2 separate regions of the Sus scrofa genome follow, and region 1 is linked to region 2. A link is a contact called in public HiChIP or PLAC-seq data. All regions are on one chromosome and are shown on one strand. Each heading gives the region's core, a stretch centred on a gene start, on an enhancer-like site or on the middle of the called end of the contact. The rest is flanking DNA. Distances are from core to core; before and after follow the strand shown.

The links. HiChIP or PLAC-seq counts read pairs in DNA pulled down with a chosen protein or histone mark.
Region 1: a contact with region 2 is called in an H3K27ac HiChIP or PLAC-seq map of alveolar macrophages. The contact joins the promoter of CLK1 here to the promoter of LOC100522040 in region 2. A contact is called at or near these places in 2 of 2 datasets of contacts at active chromatin or transcription factors (alveolar macrophages and skeletal muscle).

Annotation. Positions count from the first base shown.
Region 1 is chr15:104,558,310-104,563,815 of Sscrofa11.1, reverse strand. It overlaps CLK1 (CDC like kinase 1), which reads left to right and starts at 1,674. Exons shown (of 13, transcript NM_001123099.1): 1 at 1,674-1,768; 2 at 3,125-3,288; 3 at 3,579-3,807; 4 at 4,813-4,903; 5 at 5,292-5,358. The coding sequence starts at 3,125.
Region 2 is chr15:103,540,186-103,545,194 of Sscrofa11.1, reverse strand. It overlaps LOC100522040 (formiminotransferase N-terminal subdomain-containing protein-like), which reads left to right and starts at 2,038. Exons shown (of 7, transcript XM_021075940.1): 1 at 2,038-2,252; 2 at 4,202-4,270. The coding sequence starts at 2,175.

The sequences.
Region 1 (5,506 bases), core at 425-2,924, 1.0 Mb before region 2:
TTGTCCCTGCCACCTAGTTCTCTAAGAGTGAAGTGACTAGCCAACTGCAGTCGATGATCTTCAACACACCCTGAAAGGAGTTCAGGAATGAGGCCTCTGTGCTCCAGGAAAACATGGTAGAACAGGCCTTCAGATAAGATATTTCCAGGAGATTTTATAGGCCCAATTTCTTACATCTTTTCATATCTAGAAGAGCACTAAAATCAGTAACAGAGATACCTGCTCCTTGTGACTAGCAGCAACCCTCTGCCAAGATGTGTGGTTGATTCCAAGTACCCACCTTCTTTAAAATCATAATACTGGAGTTTCCGTCGTGGCGCAGTGGTTAACAAATCCGACTAGGAACCATGAGGTTGCGGTTCGGTCCCTGCCCTTGCTCAGTGGGTTAACGGTCCAGCGTTGCCGTGAGCTGTGGTGTAGGTTGCAGACGCGGCTCGGATCCCGCGTTGCTGTGGCTCTGGCGTAGGCCGGTGGCTACAGCTCCGATTCGACCCCTAGCCTGGGAACCTCCATATGCCGCGGGAGCGGCCCAAGAAATAGCAACAACAACAACAACAAAAAAGACAAAAGACAAAAAAAAAAAAAAAATCATAATACTGACCTCTTCCCTACCTCTTCAGAGCAGTTCCTCAGAGCTTCCTTTTTTTTTTTTTTTTTTAATGTTTATGGCCAGGGTCGGCAATTACTTTGTTCTATCAAGTTGCAGCTTTATTTTTGTTATTCAGAGGTTGTTTCCAGATAATTCTGTCCTCTTTTGGAAGACATGTAGAAGTTTCATGGCCAAGCTGCTGCAGTGTCAGCCTGGATCCTAAACCCACTACACCACAAGGGAACTCCTCATTTGATTCTAGTTCCCATTTTCCGGCCATTTTTTTTTTTTAACCCACTATCAAAGATGTGCCTCAGGTATATATGATAAAGAAATGGAAGGAGTATAAGCCTTTCAATGGCGAGAAAAGAGTATGTCACAGCAGTGACATCAGATCCTTAAGCTGCTGAGCCACCAGGGAACTCCAAGAGAAGTCCAAATTTGTCTTCTCTTAATGATCTTTCAGTCCCCCCACCCCAACTCTTTAGTTTACTTGGCCTTTACACGCAGAGGCCTTGCTCCATGCGGAAGTGTTGCTATATTGTGAGGAGTCCCTCTCACATTTCTTCGCCTTTGAAAATCTCGGGAAAATCCTTCCAATCCAATTTCTGTCCGTGAGTCCCAGCCACTAAAATTTTAAATTGGTTTCAGAACCTTAGCAAAAGTCCAAATCCAGGCACGTCCTAATTTGGAACTATCTGATGAAGGTGGTGTAAATTTTTTAAAGCATTATTTTAGACGTTGTAACGCTATTTCGCACTCTGCTTCCTTCAGCTTCTCATTTCTAGCGTTCACAAATACAATTTTTAGTTGAGCATGGACGAGGCGCTCCTCCCCAACGCTTAAAACGTCTCCTCAGCCCAAACACAGAACAGAGACAACATGGCCGCGGTCACAGCTCCCTCTGCTCAACCTGGTTGCGGAGCTTCGAACCCGGCGCCTGCGCACACGTCCCCCGCCCCCCTCCCTGGGCGCCAGCTCAGCCCCACCCTTTGTGCAAGCCCCGCCCCACCCGGAGGCGGAGTGACGTTTGCAGCGTCATCTTGTTTTCCCGGAGAGCCCAGACGCTTCGGCAATCGGCTCCATTTTGTTGTTGGACCTTGTCGCAGCCAGCTGGGTGTTTTCCGTTGTCGCGTTGCAAGCATTGTCTCCTGAGGCTTGGACTTTTTGGCCTGGACGGTAAGATGCAGAAGGAAGCGGGCTGGGTGTCAGGGCCCCTTTTCTGTTTCCCGAGAGCGTCTGTGACGTTCCCCTTCAAGCTTGTTGGCCGTCTGCAGTCCTGCAGGGTGACCCCTTTTCCCCTCGCACCGCCCCCCACCGCGCTTCGGCTGCACAAAGGTGGACAGCTCGTCTTCTATGCTTTTCCGAGTCCGCCGCTGCGGATTTCTATTTGAACCGTGACGCTCCAGACCCTGGCGGAGGGTAGTGACAGTGTTTGTTAGGCGGAGAGAGCTCGAACGTGTGCCTTCCCTAGAGGGAGCAGGGATCCCGATCCCCGGCGCTCCGAGCGCCATGTCGGTGGCGCAGGCGTCGGCCGAGCTCTAAGATGGCGGCGGGGCGGAGGCGGCGAAGCTGCGGGCGGAGGGTGGCCGCCAGAACGGCGTTCTGGAATGTGCGTGAGACGCGCTCCTCTGAGGACCTTCGTTCGTAACAGAGGGAAAGAAGGAACACAGGGACCGGGTGTAAGACGGTCTCACTGTCCGCTCGAGTCTTAAAGTAATTCGAGGGGAAATGGCGAGTGTCTTTGCCGTCAGTGGCGTAAACAGAAAGCAGGTTTAGGAACTCGACGGAAGAGAAATGATGTGGCATATTTGGAGGAGCTTGTGAGAGAAGCCAGGCGGTCGGGCACAGGCTTGGGAGTTTCTCCCCCAGCCCACCCCCTTGGGAACAATTGGATCCCCTTAAGTTGTGTTTAGAGACGAGGTGGTGCCCGGGCGGTTAGTACTGCTGTGAACGGTAGTTGATGAAAAGTTTATCTCTAATGTCTTTTTCAAGTTGTTAGGGATTTTTGGTTCTGACATTTCTTTAGGGAAAATGGTTTACACCGATGGTTGTGTAAGTTGCTCGTAGGCTAAGCTAGGTGTTTCTCTCCTTTTGGAAGGGATTAGCAACGAAATTCTGCTGTGTAGCACTGGGAACTATGTCTAGTCACTTATGATGGAGCATGATAATGTGAGGAAAAAGAATGTATACGTGTATGTGTAACTGGGTCACCATGCTGTACAGTAGAAAAAAAATTGTATTGGGGAAATAATAAAAAAAAGTGATGCACATCTGAATGGGCGAGTTATATATAAAGTAAATGCGTGCTTCTGGCAGGAAAGGATTTTTCCCAAAGTTGATCAATTGGAATTCCCTTTTCTTTTTTCTTTTTCAGCCCTCTTTCAGTAAATCTGATCTTGGCATGTATAATGCAGGAATCTATGAGTAGAATTCAGACTCCAGATTTAGAGATAAAAATTTTTTTTTCGGTTTATCAAACAGTGATGATATGTGGGATACAGCTTAACTGGGAAAGATTTATCTTTTATATAGATGAGACACGCAAAGAGAGCTTATTGTCCTGATTGGGATGAAAAAGATTGGGATTATGAAAGATGGAAGAGCAGCAGCAGTAGTCATAAAAGAAGAAAGAGATCACATAGCAGTGCCCGGGAGAACAAGCGCTGCAGATATAATCACTCTAAAACATCTGATAGGTAAGGAGAGTTTTTAAAGTGTCTCAGTAGCGATCTAAAAATACATTTTTATTACAATGTGTCAGTTTTATCTCAGTAAACTGAGGGGGATACATTTTCATGAAAACTAGTATCAACTTAAAATAACTGATTACCATTCCTTTGTGTATCTTGATGGCTTGTGGTGATTAAATTGTGTGGGGGGTTTTTTGGTTGGCTTTTTGGTAGGGAAATACTGTTTTAAGAGATTTATAGAGCACTTGAGGGTATTTGGTAATAACATAAAGCATTGGAAAAACATGTTTTTCTAGCTATTACTTGGAAAGCAGATCTATAAATGAGAAAGATTACCATAGTCGACGCTACATTGATGAATACAGAAATGACTACAATCAAGGATGTGAACCTGGACATCGCCATAGAGATTATGAAAGCAGATATCAGAACCATAGTAGCAAGTCCTCTGGTAGAAGTGGAAGAAGTAGTTATAAAAGCAAATACAGAATTCACCACAGTACTTCACATCATCGTTCACATGGGGTATGCAATCTTTTAAAATATTTTGGAAATTTTATTTCCCATGTGAAACAGGAAAACTTGAATTTGTGTTTGATTATTTGAGAAAGTTCTGTTTAAGATGAAGTCATCTCAATTTTAACTTGCAGGGTTCTTTGTGTTTGTGCATTGGATAGGAAATTCCTGAAGTGCAGTACATATTTATATAGTAACATCTTATTACAAGATGGCAACTAATTGTCATTCCAGTGAAATAATGGGGGTAATTTAATTTAGGTTAGTTTATAATGGATTACAAGATATTCTGAAAGTTTTTCTTATTATACTACAAGAAATCAGATTTTGTTTTGATAGTCTTACTATAAGAAGAAATGGGATTTTTGTATTTGAGTGAGGATTATGTGTGCCCTTGTTCTGGCAAAGCATGTTCTCCAATCCTTTTTTCACTAAACCACTTAACAGATTTGAACATTATGGGTTATGTGTTAATTTGGAAATCAAGCTCAGATGACATTTCAGATAGTGTTGTTATATGCCAAATTTTGTTTTCGCCCCAAATTAGGGTTTTAATTTTATTTATTGTTTCTTGATAGTTGCTTTTCTTAGATTAGGTAGGAAGTTTGGCCACAGTCTACTTTTGACAAGTAACTATTACATTCTACAGTTTTGCAACATTAAATTAGGACATTAGGAACTTTTAAATTATGTTTCAGTGAATGCTACAATTAAGCATTTTCTTTAAAAAAAAAAAAGAAAAACAATTGTATTATGTTTTGTTGCCTTGCCACTTTGAGTATCTTATCTGAAAATCTGTTCCTTGCCGTGTTTTTCTCCTGTTAACATAAACTATGTGCCCTGTGAATTTCTGGGGACTGAATTTGAAATTGCTCCTGCCAACCGTTTGTGGCCTGGCGTGTATCTGAATGCCTGAATATCTCCCCGCTGAATGAATTTCGTATTCTGCCCTGAATTCACTCGGGTATATTGATTGGCTGGATGATCTTGGTGCCGCCCACTTGACGTTTCCAGAAGAGTCACCGAAGGAAAAGAACCAGGAGTGTAGAGGATGATGAGGAGGGTCACCTGATCTGTCAGAGTGGAGACGTACTAAGTGCAAGATGTATATAGAATATTTTTCAACACTTATTAACTTTTCAGATAACATAATCTATAATTTAGATTAAGATTTCAGGGATTTGGAAATCTTTCTTTCTCTGTTTTTGTTTGTTTGTTTTCATTTCTTTTGGTGGGGGGGGATTGTGTTTTTGCTTTCTTTAGAAATTTAATGTTATGCAGAACTTCCAAAATAGTAAATCAAGTTAATGAAATTAGCTTAAGAATGAAATTAAACCTAAAAGTAGTTATGTTTTTTGGCAGTGTTGACCAATAAAAGTATCTAGATAAGGAAATTTGTAGCATCAACTAGAATAATCTGCATTTGATAGCCTTTATTATAAGTAAGCTGTTTCCACTGCTTGATATAACTGAGTTTTATTTCTCTCTTTTAGATGAAATTGTTGATACTTTAGGTGAAGGAGCTTTTGGAAAAGTCGTGGAATGCATTGATCATAAAGCGTAAGTTTCCTGGCCTGGGATTGCACTTGCTTGGGAAGGTGAACCATTGTAGAAAATGTATTTAGCTTTGGGATGTAGTCTGGCCAAGAAATAAAGCCTTTTAGCTTGGGTTTTTTACTTAGATAAGGAAACTCCCAAAAAACTTACT
Region 2 (5,009 bases), core at 789-3,288:
ACATTTATTTAATCCTCAAATATCTTCTATACGTCATTATTCCCATTTTGTAGTTGAGCTGGCTGCAATACAGAGAGATTGAACAATTGGCCAGATATTTCATAGCTAAAAAGTGCAGAATCAGGGTTTAAACCTAGGCAATCTGGCCTCAGAGCCTTTTATGCATTATTCTCTATTTCTTCTGAAAAGACCTGGGTTTTTACAGCACTTCATACTCTGCACAAATCAACAGTATATTGCTGTCCAAAAGGCTAATGGAATCTCGGGCTACATAAAAGAAATGGACGCTGTCAAAACATAAGGAGGTATTAGTCTAACTATATTTAGCTTTTTTAAGACTTCATCTGAAGTCTTGTGCTATATTCTGATTGGCACATTTTAAAAACATTTAGTAAGTGTTCAATGAAGGTTAGTTATCATTACTATCATCATCATTATTATTATAGATGCACACAGTAGCTGGTCCACAAAACTCTGGAAGTCACTGTCAGTAGTGCCATGTTGCTTTCCCCAAACTGAGCAAAAAGGCCTCAACCGAGTAAATTGTCTTCTCCTAAATCTAAGCACTAATTTTTTCATGATGAGCAGTCATCTAGACCAGTTAATTATTTGGAGGGCAAGAGAAGAAACTATATATACCTTCGTCATCACTTGACTCAGGGCACAAAGTTGGCAGGCACATTGTTTTAAAGCATTAATTTCAAAAGCAATAAACTGTTTAATAAACTAATTGTTTCACAGTTCAACAAACACATTTAGCCATATTCTAGCTTTACCTGATAACACTAGCACTACCCAAGAGAACTTTCTGCAGTTGATGGAAATAGTCCATAGAAATGCTCTGTATTTGCACTGTCCATTACAGCACTTAGAAACCTTTGGTGCTACTGAGCACCTGAAGTTAGTGCGACTAAGAAACTGGATTTTTAATTCTATTTAATTTTAATTAATTTAAAGTCATATATAACTAATGGCTACTGTACTAATGACAACAGCAGTTTTAGATTAAGATCCAGCTTTCCAAGACAACATATCCTGCAGCCACAAAATTAATAATAAAGATAATATCACACACTAGGACTTCCCGTGGTGGTTTAGCGGAAACAAATCCGACTAGTATCCATGAGGACATGGGTTCCATCCCTGCCCTCGTTCAGTGGCTTAAGTAAGGATCCAGCGTTGCTATGGCTGTGGTGTAAGGCCAGCAGCTACAGCTCAGATTTGAACTTACATATGCCGTGGGTGTGGCCCTAAACACACACACATACACACACACACACACACTCATTCACAAAAACAAAAGTACAGAATTTAAGTGAGCATCAAAGTATTGACATGCTTAGCAATTACTGTCCCTTTCTTAGGGTTACTGAGAATGTCACACCTAGTAAAGCCTTTTTTGTTTACTTGTTTGCTTTTTTAATAACTGCCAGCGTTTTTTGAACACTACATACTAATTTAAAAGCCATCTCTCCGTCTCCTGCCCAACACCCACACACACACACACCCCTCTGAGAAACCAAGTTGTAGAATAAATATACATTATCTGTCTCATTTCTATGTCTTAAATTCCACTTCCTGGACTGCCAGCTCGCTCTTTCCAGGTTGTAGCCCTCCAAACACAGCCTTCCTCTGGGGCTCTATGAGGAGGGGATTAGGGGCGTGGAAGGGGCGATTTGGGATTTCGTGGAGCCACCCGGGTTAGCACACGTGTGGGTGTGTTCAGGCGAGGCACGGAATCAGGCAGCAGCTATGACGGAAGAATCTAGAGAATTCTCATAGCCACAAGGGAAAGGAACAGGTGCCCAGGAAGGCCGCAGGTTACCTGCACATCCCCGGGGAAATAGAGAACGTGATGCTGGGGCGGCGTTTGCGGCTCCACCTTCGTCGGGTCCCCAGGGAGGTTCCGCGGTTCCTGTCCCTCCCCCGCGGCCACCGCCCCCGCCGCCAGCAGGAGCAACTCGTTGCAGCGCTGCGGATCTGCACCCGGCACCGTGGACAGCCGCAGGCACTGCGGTCGGAGCCCCTCGGCCGAGGAGCAGAGCGCGCCGCCGCTGCTGCTGCTGCCGCCAAGGTTCATGGTTCTGGCCTGAGAGCAGGTCGCGGCGATTCCGATTCCGAGTTGCGGCAGAAGAAGCAGCAGCGGCGGCGACCGCAGGAGCCTGAACCCCCACATGGGTCGCCGCCGCCAGAGCGGTTCGTGTGGTGGGGAAAGTCTCGAGGGAGGAACTTCGGCCCGGCGGCACCCAACGGTCAGCAGGAACGGCCCGGGCGGGACCTGCAGTGGGGGCAAAGTGGCGTCAGAGGCCGACGTCCGCGCGCAGCGTGCGTCACGGAAGGAGGGGTGTGCGCGAAATTCGACTCGGGTTCCCGGGAGGAGGCGACGAGGGGGCGTGGCCCGGGAAGGACGTTTATGATTGGTGGGTTCTGCACCAGCGGGAAGTTCGAACGGAAGTCTCGGAAGGAACCTGAGGAAACGCAAAGGAAGAGGGAGTGAGCCGAGGACTCCCAGCGGGAAGGGCAGCCGTTGTGACATTCCTATAGCAGAGGCTGCCGAAGGTCGCTGTCCAGTAGTGGGGTAGAGAGTTTTGAGTATACCATGCCCCTCTTTCTGTAGACTCAACTTTCAGGTGAGGTTTTTCTAGTCCTTCGGGCCTTAAAAGAGACACAGCCCCAGAGATAATAGAGTAACTCTGTCCTGTGGGACAGAACTTCTGTGGGAGGTCTTTTACGTGTTCTGCATGAAGAAAATCTCCCTCTTCTCACACCCTCGCGTTTCCCTGCGGACACACAAAGATTTCTAGGTTCCTGAGACTTGATTTAGTTATGAAGTCTAATGCGTCTCTGGTAGCAGGGAGCAGGACACAAGGAGTGGGATGGGGGAAATGGGAACAAGCTTTAGTTGTTACACATTTGATGTCATTTTGATGTCGTTGGTGTTTACAGCCAACGGGACTTGCTATTTTAGGGTTTTCAAAAACCAGCTTGAACACTAGGAAAGTCATAGGTGTCCAACAATTATCTGTACCCAGTTGAGTATGAATAAGATTTAACTAAAAGTATGCAAAAGACGAGGAAGGGGGGAGCCCAGTGTTCTAAAGTCCTTGTGAGGCAGGGCACTGTAAGGTAATGTGTGGGAGAAATAATAGTGAGAATTTAAAATATTACAGCCAACATTTATTGAGGCATATTGTAGGCCAGAAGTTGAACTAGGCACTTCATATATTAACTCTTCTGGGTCTATATATGTGTGTACTTAAGTACACACGCTCTTTTCTTTACTCCACATATCAAATATCAATAAGTAGCCTTGAAGTATGAATACAAATGAGTAAATGATAAAATGTAGTTTTCTTACATATACTTATATATACTTAGTGACTTCAGAGAGGTATAATATGATAGCCTACTCTGGTCTAATTATTGAGTTTCATCTGACATCATAATAGTAACCAATCAAATTTAATTTTACCAAGTATATCTGCTGCTTCCTAAAAGTAACTGGTTAAAAAGAAGCAGAGGCTAATTATATAATAATGAATATATAACCATATTTCAGCAATCAACCTTCATTTTATTTTGTGAATCACATGCATGTTGTTACCATCTCTTGTTAGGTAGAGGATTACTAAAATGTAATCCATAAACCAAACGTTTTCATGGGGTTTGATTTTTGTGGTCTTGTTTTTAGGTTGACCTTTTAATTGAATCTGTCATTATTGAAGGGGGTGGGAAATTCTTGTGTTTTAGAAAGAAAATTAGGAATTCCCATCGTGGCGCAGTGGTTAACGAATCTGAGTAGGAACCATGAGGTTTCAGGTTCGATCCCTGGCCTTGTTCAGTGGGTTAATGATCCGGTGTTGCGGTGAGCTGTGGTGTGGGTCACAGACGCGGCTCAGATCCCGCGTTGCTGTGGCTGTGGCGTAGGCCGGGTGGCTCAGCTCCGATTAGACCCCTTGCCTGGGAACGTCCATGTGCCACGAAAGCGGCCCTAGAAAAGGCAAAAAGACAAAAAAAAAAAAAAAAAAGAAAGAAAGAAAATTAAGTATAATAACTATTAAATATACTACAAGGTTATTTCAGTAGCTCTAAGATAATTGAAATCTTTGAGAAATACAAATATATGATATAAAGGGCACAGTAAAGTAACAGACTGAAGTAAGCACAAGGTTTTTTTGTTTGTTTTGTTTTATCCCCACAGACAAGGATTTACATAACCATACAGGAGCAACTTCCGGAGATAGTAATAGCTCTCAATTACTCAGCTGAGGTATGTATGTCATTTATGGTAAGTCATTAACACTGTAATTCCTTCTCATAGGTACCATTGATATTACTGTAATATGGTGTTTTCTCTCCATCCCCTCTTCCTTTTTCCAGGAAGACCAATTTTGTAAGCAGTACTTTTCTAACAACCATGGGCACAGACAGCCCAGCACTGTCTTTCTTTATTCTCTGTAAGAATGGACTTTCCTTCCTTGCTAGAAGTCTTACATATACCAAGTTGCTATAGCCAGGTGTTTGGGTTTAGCCCTCCTTATAACAGATAGAGATCTCCACAAGGATTTTATTTTGTTTGTAATGCAAAAGCGTAGCTCATCTTTGGACTCTTGACAGTTCTCAAGAGATCTTGAGGGCTCTTGGAACTTTTGTTATACCACTCAATATAATATATAGAAAAAGTTAACAAAATTAGACGGAATCTGAGAATGGCTAATTTACCTTGGAAAGGATAGCATTAAAAGATAATTAGTTTATTACCTCTGTAGATATTACAGTAGTTACAGAGATTAACCCTATATCATAAATAGTAAAATTGGCCATCTGTAATACAATGAGGAATGGTAAAAACTAGCAAACTAGAAAGATATGTCATATTTGAAGGAGGCAGTCACTCTTTACCACAATCCAGCTATAGAATGAAGGTAGCATTTTGCCAAACTTTTAGATTTTTCAAGGGAAATCAGATGCTCAGATTTTTATGTGTCATTTCCCAATTTGTAAATGTT